Regions from separate parts of the Zea mays genome. Here region 1 is linked to region 2. A link is a contact called in public Hi-C data. All regions are on one chromosome and are shown on one strand. Each heading gives the region's core, a stretch centred on a gene start, on an enhancer-like site or on the middle of the called end of the contact. The rest is flanking DNA. Distances are from core to core; before and after follow the strand shown.

Evidence for each region. A called contact is a pair of places that touch in the nucleus more often than the background predicts.
Region 1: a Hi-C map of ear shows a contact between it and region 2, with 2.8 times the contacts expected there. The contact joins the promoter of LOC100382396 here to the promoter of LOC100194150 in region 2. A contact is called at or near these places in 5 of 25 Hi-C or Micro-C datasets (ear, leaf and tassel).

The regions. Positions count from the first base shown.
Region 1 is chr8:45,006,082-45,010,787 of Zm-B73-REFERENCE-NAM-5.0, forward strand. LOC100382396 reads left to right here and starts at 3,192. Exons shown (of 1, transcript NM_001175141.1): 1 at 3,192-4,121. The coding sequence starts at 3,610. The coding sequence ends at 3,888.
Region 2 is chr8:44,427,617-44,432,698 of Zm-B73-REFERENCE-NAM-5.0, forward strand. LOC100194150 reads right to left here and starts at 3,273. Exons shown (of 4, transcript NR_159689.1): 1 at 1,078-3,273; 2 at 726-821; 3 at 8-195.

The DNA of each region.
Region 1 (4,706 bases), core at 1,942-4,441, 580 kb after region 2:
AAGTGTAATATATCAAAAGACAATGCAATAAAAGCGTAAAGAGAGTAGAGTAACTTTATTACATCATCCAGACAATAGTATCTTAAAAATATCATTATCAAATTATAGCAGAATTGGTCACTCTTCCACATGAAGGTGACTGGCGCATCGTCAGACTTAGTATTCGTCGACATCATCTGCAAAGTCTTCTTCATCGCCCTCTGATCACAATATTCGCAAGGGGTGAGCTCACTTATGGTCGGGGCTCAACAAGTGGGAGGAGTAATGCAAGTTTAACAAGGTAGGATATGGTTAAGCGATAAGCATTTTAGTTGGTCAAAATATTTTATTAACAATGCCTAACTTACTAATTGAAAGTGTATACCAAAGTATCCCAATTAAACATAAATATATGATTATATCAAAAACACTTAAGTGAAACAACTTAAGCAAATCATTTATGGATCATTGGATCACGATTTATTTTCACTTATCATGTGAGGGTCCAGGTTGCTCTTAATCGTGAGCACGACTGACATATCAGTTTTACACTCTGCAGAGGTGGTACAACTTTACCCACAAGCCATGTATCCCATCTAACCTGGGTTGTACGGACCCTTAAACACTGCCGAGGTGAATGCCTAGGGATCCATTATGACGCTTTCACAAAATACACTCAGTACAAAACAACCTACTAAGGTTTCCAAATCGATGTGGAGGCCCTCTGGGCGAGGCAGCTTAGCTAAGACTATGTCACCATGTTAACATGAACTGCCACCATCAACCGCTCCCCCTCTTGCCCATATTTTAGGAAAGGTTGCCAAGTACTAAGCTAATTACAAAAGCTAGAGCCATGATAGCACTTGTGGTTGCACTGTTATCCTGGGTTGTCGCTCCATGTTCCATTTAATACAAAATGATCTTGTTTAACCATCGGGTTAACATAATAATACAAATTTTATTTCCGAAACAATAGTATCATTAAAGAGTGACATCATAATTATCAAGTTGAGCAGTATCAAAAATTGCTAAGGGCTAGTTTGGAAGCCCCATTTTCCCAAGGGATTCCTATTTTCCCAAGGAAAAATAGGAATCCGTTGGGAAAATAGAGTTCCCAAACTAGCCCTAAGCATAGCATTTATCCCGGGGTAATCAAGGAATAATGTTGGTATTTCTAGGAAATCCTATTTAGGCAAATCTCAACAAATTATGCAAATATCCAAAAAGTAAACATTATTATATGCATTACTTTGGTACAAATACAAATGCAGTGGGAGAATCCACTTGCTTTGCTCAAAGGTGTCCTGCGGGTCGTCCTCAAACGTATTCGGTTCGTCTACCACATAGTCAGCTTCTAATATCGATTTGCATATCGTACATACAAAAGAAAACATACACCAAATAAATAAACATACACCATTACATGGGTAACATTCACCATTACATGAACAATCACATACCACGCAACTATACTCATAAATAATGCCTAAATCATAACTATTTTATTAATCCTCTCAAATTTCCATTTGAATTATCATTGGTGAAAATTATATGGGCATGTGACTATGAAAGTATTTTACCTAGCATAGTTTAGATGAAATGACTTAACAAATTCTACAGAAATAAATAGCTAATTAATCATTTTCTTTATGACCAATAATATTCTTTTGGTTTTATCCTTTCTTTTCTAAATAGAAATTATACGTATCTTTAAAATGTTATTTATAAATCTCATAACTTTAATATTCTAATAACTTAATGTAAACTACTAATTTTGGACTTAAGTAACATAATCATGATTATTTTGATATAAATAGATATTCTACCTATTCTTAGTGAATAAGCGATATGCGTATGAATACTTATATCATGATTAGTAAAAATCTATATTTTAGCTTGACTAAAAAGATGTGGCCTAGTACCTCTTTCAATTTCTTATATCAGTACAATTATACTTAAACAACTACTAACATAATATTGTTTTATGCGCTAAAATGAGAAGTTAATTGTAAACGCTTCTAGTACAAAGTTAATGAATCGTAACATTATTTATTTTCGAAATATAAAAATAATATCCACATCCATATTATTGCTGCCAGGGTTTATTCACAATTAAGCGTATACTTTGGGGAGTAGCACGTAGGATTTTAGGACTTCTTTTTAATACATTTATACTGCAGAAAATGCAGGAATAATTTACAGAAAACCGAAGGGCCAAAATGCAAAACGACTTTCTTCTACCTTGGGCTCGTGCTCATGCGAAGAGGAGGGGTTCGGCGAGGGGGTGTTCGGCGAGCAGGAGAGTGGAACGGATCGTCGACGGTAAACGGCGGAGCTCGACGGTGTGGGCGCGACTCTAGCATGGTTCGGTTGGTAGAGCCGGGACCGGGCTGGGCACAGCACGGCAAAGCTCGACGGTGTGAGCGCACGGCGCGGGAGCGAGGACAAAGAGCACGAGGAGGAAGAGAGGGGCGAGCTCGGCAAGGGAGAGGGAGCTCCGGCCGATACTATTTATAGAGAGAGGGGAAGAGAAGGGGAGTCGGGGTGAGAGATGGCCAGCCATCAATGGCGGCGGTTTTCTTTCCATTGATTGGAGAGGGAACGTGGGGGAAGAGGAGAGGAGAAGTGGAAACGGCGGCGATTTTTGGTGCGAAAGACCGAGTGGCCGTGATGGCGGCCGGGTGCGCGCGATCGCGGGTGCGGCTAGGCACGTCTTCACGAGGAAGATGAATAGTGCGTCGCGCTGGGCCCACCTAGAGGTGAGAGGGGGGCGCGCAGCACCAGGGCGCGACGACGAGTGGGCTAGGCCACACGGTTAGTTAGGTTAGGGTTTTTATTTTTTATCCTTATCTCCCAATACAAAAATAGGCATAAATATATTTTTAGATATCTCTAAATATTCAGAATAATTATTCCAACATTATTTATCATTAAAGAATTTATTTTTTAGCAAAGTTCTCATATTAATTAATTGGGTTTTCAATTTAAAAGAAATTCCAAAAAACAACCATCAAACAAGTATGAGCAAACAAAATTTTATTCTAAAGGTAAAAATCAAACACTTGAAAGAAAAATTCTTTACTATAATTACCACTAATATTTAAATGCATTATTTTAAGTTGATGGTTTTGAGGTGTTACACCATGGCGGCGCGAACTAGAGCTCCATGCCTCTACGACCACCATCCCATCCCTACGAATGGAATGCCGGCAGAGGATGACATGGTTACTACTCCGGGGGGTCAGCATCCTCATCAACCCCGACAGCAAACGCGCTGCTCGCTGTGGATGGCCACCATACTTCATCGACGAAGACACCGGTCTTCCAACACCAACGCCGGCTTCACCGGTACCGGCTCGGACTCCATGGAATCCGGCCTTCACCTTCCTCCCGAGCGTAGGCACCCTCAACGCTAATAGTGGAGGAGGCGCCTTCTTCTCCCCTGGCAAGGGGGATACCCCTTGGAATTAAACCAGGAGAAGGGGCAAGGGGTCGGCAGTGCCCGTGGGGGCCTCGACCGGAGCGCCCAAGGCTAGGACGCTCTCAGCCGGCGCGCCCTCTGCTGACGCGCACGTGGCTGGTGCGCCCTCGGCCGATGCACCCTTGGTCGGCGCGCCCTAGTTCGCCACCATGGCTAGGATGCTCTTGGCCGGCGCGCCCTCGGCCGGTGCACCCTCGGCTGGCGCGGCCACATCGACTACGGCAATGGATGGATCTCCACGGCAACAGCGGCGACGGCGGGTGGCGTCCATTGGCGGCGGCGGTTACAGGGCGCCGGCAGCTGTAGGGCGATTAGGGTTTCCCTGTCGCGCCTCAAATAGGCCATGCACCTCTGTTGGGTCGGCCTGCAAGGCCCAGCACCGTCTACCCTCCCCCTCCTTACTACGCCATAGTTGGGTCGGTCCCTAGGCCCAATGTCCGCCTCCCCCTGCGCCAATGGGCTGACCTACAAGTTGGCCCATCTAGCACTCCCATACACATTTACCTTTATATTTTTAAAGTTCAGTTCTAAATTCGCAAGAAAACCTTTCAGTCTCCATGTAATTTAGTGCTGGTTTATAATAGTATTTCGCTGTTTGTGAGCATTTCATTGTATAAATACCATGACTTTATCAATGATTATGCCACTGATATTTTACTTGTGTAAATACTTAATATGTTTAAGTGCAAAAATCATCAATGTGTTTATCTCAATTTGTATAATACAATGTTCATAAATTCTTGAATATTGGCCATACACAAGGTAGAACCATAGTTACTACTGTGGGATTTTAATCCTCAACGTGCGTACCCAATGTAAAAAATCATTTAGAACAATGGTCTACATCTTCTTAAAGCTAACTACCATAATTCATGATCTCTATTGGCCATAAACAAGGTAGTAGCATAGTTACTACTACAGGATTTTAATCCTCAACGTGCGTACCCAATGAGAATAATGAATTAAAGAAGGTATACACTTTACAAGTGATGACCTAAATGTGTTCATACAACGTTATATAACAAGTGGCATCAAATGCCCCATCAGAGATCTACACCATTTTTTGGTGATTATCTCCTACAATCTTAAGACAAATTTTGAGATTTACAGTGGTGATACAAGAATTTACTTGCTTATGTATTATTTTACATCTTATACAACACCATATGATTTGGTTGCCCCATGTAGGAACAATGGCCAATAAAGAGTTTGAATTACTCGCTCTTGATGGATACAACTATCCCAC
Region 2 (5,082 bases), core at 2,023-4,522:
AGGATACCATATTCTTTATGGATCTGGTTTCTCTATATTGGTAGGAAAATCCTCTGTTGATTTAAAGATTCGCTATTTCTGAATTGGTAAGGAAAAATGACTGAGGTTCTGCAGCTCCAAACAATCATCTACCCTGTTAGTCATCATCCAATTTCAATATACCTAAACAGCGAGGTAAATTGAACTCCAAAGCCCCTAAATGCAACCAAAAAAGGGATGACAATCAATGTGAGGCATAATTTGGACGAAGTTGATATACATGTGCAACTGTACTCAAAACTCAACAAACATTTTACTCCATTTAAATTAGGTTTGTACATTATTTTTCAGAATTTTTAAAAGATAGCCAACAGTGAGCTAAAGGATTGAAGAGACATTTCATGTCATTTGTATGGTTCCCACAGTCCAATAATTTGTCAGTCAACCTTGAAGTTCAAATCAATATGAGTAGTGTTGTGTCAAAGCAACAAATGGAAATCTGTATCTTCTAATATAATAAACAATTCATAACTACTTTTAAAATAAATAAACCAACTCAGGAGAAAGGAAGCTTTATATTACGGACTTACAGAAAAACTAGACATGCTATGACAAAGACTAAACTTAGATCACCTAGGTGTGCCTGCACAGCCTTCACTAACTTGCTACAAATACTAATGTGTTGCTACTTATGAAGTAATCACTTCCTAGCAGTATAAAGCTACAAGAATTTGTTGATCTCTTACCAAAGTTTACCTTTATAACTTTCAAATATATAACATCAAGTCGCTTGTCACCAAGTGCATGGAACTGGAGGGAGGAAATAAAAGCATCCCTATCTTCTGAAGAAAAATATAAAATAGTGAGCTTATCAAGCACTTTCTCCTCACAGGAAAAATTAACCATTATGAGATTCTCGATCATATAGTAAATGGCAATAGAATCAACAGGAAGATATCCACACATTTGAAACATAGAATCTAACAACAGCAAAGTTACAGCACAAGATTAACAAGAAACAGGCATAACACAAACAAGATACAGACTTTCATGAAAAAATCAGGATGTGAGAAGCCAGTTGCATGTATATAATCTTACAGCAGGGAGGATATCTAACTGGCTTCTCTGAGCCTCTTGATCAGGGTATCCAGAGATTTCTTCTTTGGGTTCTGCCTGGCACCCCTTGTTCCGAATGTTGAGAAATAACTCTCTGAGGTATCTCTAAACTTTTCTGAGATGATTGCAACCTTTCTATAATCTAGCTTGTTATAGCTCTTTTCACGAATCACTGGATTTAGGAAAGTCTCTGGACTATTGCTCATAAGAAGATTCACTAGCTGCCTTGCTTCCACAAGTGCAGCCTTCATTTCATTTTTTGCAGATTCTTGACCTGAGTCCACGAACAGGCTAGACATGCCCTCTGCAAACGTCTCAAACATTTTGAGATCAGTATCTATTCCAGTGACCGCATTGGCATTGAACCGCTTCACTGAATCGTTCAAGAAGAGCTCAATGATCCTTTCAGAGATGTGGGCAAGCACTGCCACAAGTACACGGCGGAGCACGGGAAGGGGAAGGATCTGCTGTGCAGTTGATGTGAGCGTCTCAAGGTAGATGATGACCTCGTTGGCATACTCATTGCCGCCAGGAGGAGCGTCATCAGCCATCCAGTTAACACCATCAGATTGCCGCATGAACTCATCAACCTTAGCACATAGGAGCCGCAGCAGGAGCGCCTCCGCAGCATCACGTGACCTGCGAAGTGGGAAGTCCCGCCGACCACGGTCCACAGCACGCAGTGGCACACCACACAGTTGTGCAGCATGGCGTGTGAAGAACTCACATGCCCGCTCCATCACAGACATGTTAGCAGCGACCTGCATTGCCTGGGACACACTTAGACCACTGCCTGAATCAACAAGTTTTTGAATGGAAGCATCCACCACCTCAGAAAGGATACGGCCAAGGTACTTCTTCACTGCTGCATAAGTATCCCCACCACCCCCTTGTGCCATGAAGCTCACAGAATCTTCAATGAATGAGCGAACAATACGGCAAATATCTGGGACAGTGCAGGAGAACGGTGCAACGTATGGGAAAGCTGGGGTGATGTCTGAGCTCTGAATTCCAAATGCAAGGACATTCATTGAGTATTCATACTCCTTTCTCATGAGCATCTGATCAAACTTATCTGCAGCCAGTGCCTCTGCCACCTGCCTACGGCAATCTGCAAGCAGCAAATCATGGTACTTGTCTCTGTGCTTAGCCAGCACATCGAGCAGCATTCCTACTGGATAACCGTACCGCCGCATTGTGGCCGAAAGCAAAGCAGCATAATCAGTGATGAGAAGCAAGTGATTTGCTGTCTGCATCCTGGAGAAGTTGTCTTCCATCACAGAGACCATCTTCCCCACAGCAGCATCCCAAAGTGCATCTACATCTGGCCGAGATGTAAGCCCACCCCCTGTTCTAAACACCCGGTCCTCAACAATAAAAAACCCAGCAATCTGCGAGAAAAACACCTGGTGGGACTCTAGGAATGGCGTCGCCGCAATGACATCGAAGTCCGATGTCAGCTGCAGCTTCCTGTTTTCCAGGTAGTACTTCTTGAACCGCTCACCCAGCGCCAGCGTCTGGTGTATATGCATCGCTCGATAGAGCGGCGTAAGGTCAAAAGAGGCTGCAGCAGCACCATCTGCCGCGTCAGCAGTTGCCGCGGCTGCCGCAAAATCATCGAGGTCACCAACTCCATCGTCATCCAAGGTGATGCAGCCCTCCAGCGGGCGGTGCTTGGAGCGGAGCTCCTCCTGGCGCTGCCTGGCGGCAGCCGAGCGGCCGATGGCCACCTGACCGAGGTGCCTCGAAGCAGCGCGGATGCTAACCATCCAGTCGGAAAACTCCCTGGAGATCTCGCGCTCGGCATGCGCGCGCACCGCAGGGACGACGCTGAGAAGCATGCGGCGGAGCGCGGGTAGCGGCAGCAGCTCGGATCCCGAGGCGAGATCACGGTCGATGGCGTCGACGGCGCGCAGGGCGAGGTAGAGCCCATGGTTGCCGGCCTGGAGGTGCGCGTTCGCCCGCGCCGCGAGCGCGAGCAGCCGTACGCACCGTCGGGAGGAGGCTAGCGCGGAGGAGAGGTTCCCCGCGAGCAAGCGCGCAGCGAGGAAGGACTCAAGCGAGGCGAGCAGCGGGGCCGCCGAGGAGAGAAGCACGGAGTGGGACGCCGAGAGGGAGCCCTTGAGCGCATCGGCGTCGGCCAGGAGGGACCGAAGGTCGTCGACGGCGCGGATGAAATCGTGGAAGTGTGCGCGGCAGAGCTCCTCGATCTCGGCCTCTCGGTCCCGCGCCGCGCCGCGGAGCGAGGCGAGCAGCGGCTCGGGGCGGCCGCACGCGAAGGCCCGGCGCACGAAGGGGCCCAGGTCCTCCCCGGCTGCGATGGCCGCGGAGAGCTGAGCCAGGTCCGCCTCGGACGGCGCGGATGCGGACGAAGCATGACCGGCCCTCGCCGCCGACAGCGGCGCGTCTCCGGGAAGCTTGCGCCGCATCGAGATCTGAGGCAGGCGGTAGGGGTGGAGAGCAAATGAGTGCGGGGCAGTCAGCAGTTGCCGAGTTGTGAAGAGGAAAAAAATGTTTGGAGATTAGTCGACGAAACGAACCGGAAGGAACGGGGCGGTCGGAGAAGGTGGGTTGGGTGGCCGGAGTGGGGCCTGCACGTCTGTGAGTGTTGGGAGGGAAAGACATGTGTTTGCGTGGCGATGACGGGACGGAGGAAGCGGAGGTGACCGCGTATTCTAAAACGCACACGGTTCTAACTGGTACGGAATGGGACAGTTAACCCACGTTGTCAGAGAGCTGCAGGCCGGTCGACAGCTGGTAAAAAGAGACTGCCGAGAGCTCGAGACCGAGGATGGGAAGCGGGCGTTCGGAGGCGCCGCTGACGCTTCTTCTGGACGCGCGTCTCGCCGTCTCCCGTGGATGACAGATAAAGAATCTCTGTGTCCCTAGCAGGATTAATGGTCCCGTTTTTCATTCGTTTTTGTCTGCAGCCAAAAACGGTAAATAATTGAATTTCGCATTTCTCGTGTACGTTCTCAAATTTGGAAGACCGAATTTCGGTGATTTTTGACCGGCAAACGCAGTTTAGTTAGAAAAAATGGTAGAATTTATCAGTATTTTATTAAAATCACGTCGAAGAATGAATACTAATATATTCACAAATAATTCAATACACAAAAACACATAAAACTTACATCTGCAAATAGAAAACCACAAATTGAATGCAACACACATCAATAGAGGGTTTCAGTTATGTCATACAAGTACATATAAAGTTTTCCATAACATAGATTGCTCAATAACACAAATTGCAATGCAAAGCAATAGCCAAATGGTAATGTATCAACATATTCAGCTGTAGTCATAATATTCATGCATGTTCGAAGCATCTAGGTGTGAGCCCACTCAATGTACATATTCCTATACAGTTATAAAATAAAATTAGATAGATAATATGAACAATAAACAAATATTTAATGATGAAGGAAAAATAACACACCTGAAGGCTTTAGAAGCATATGGATCCAAGTTTGTGACACAAAAAATGGTTGTCCATATGTCAAAACGGGTGCTAGATGCAAGTATGCATATGCGAGTGGAGGAGGTGGTTGTCTATATCAATACATGATCGATGGTGGTATTAGACCGGGTGGTGGTACCCATACACCGTGTAAGTTTTGGTCACGTTGTCACACCCGGTTTTGGAGGCAAATCGAATGCAAACCATGTATGTGTCAGAATCAGAACTCGCGTACACAACGATAACATAAATGACTCACCATAGCACAATGCTTCGAATAACAATAAAGAGTAAGTAATAATATTACAGACTAGAGTCATTTACATAATATAAATCAACATACACAGAATAGAAACGTAGCCAACGTAAATAAACCGGAGACATCTGACTGGAGGAGGTCGCTAGCATAATTCTCGAACTCGTCGAAGTCCTGAAACTCCTGGAGATCCGCCTCGGCACCTTTTTCTTCTAATTTACCTGAGCATAGATTGCACCAAAAGCAACCTGGTGTTTTGTGAAAGCAAGTG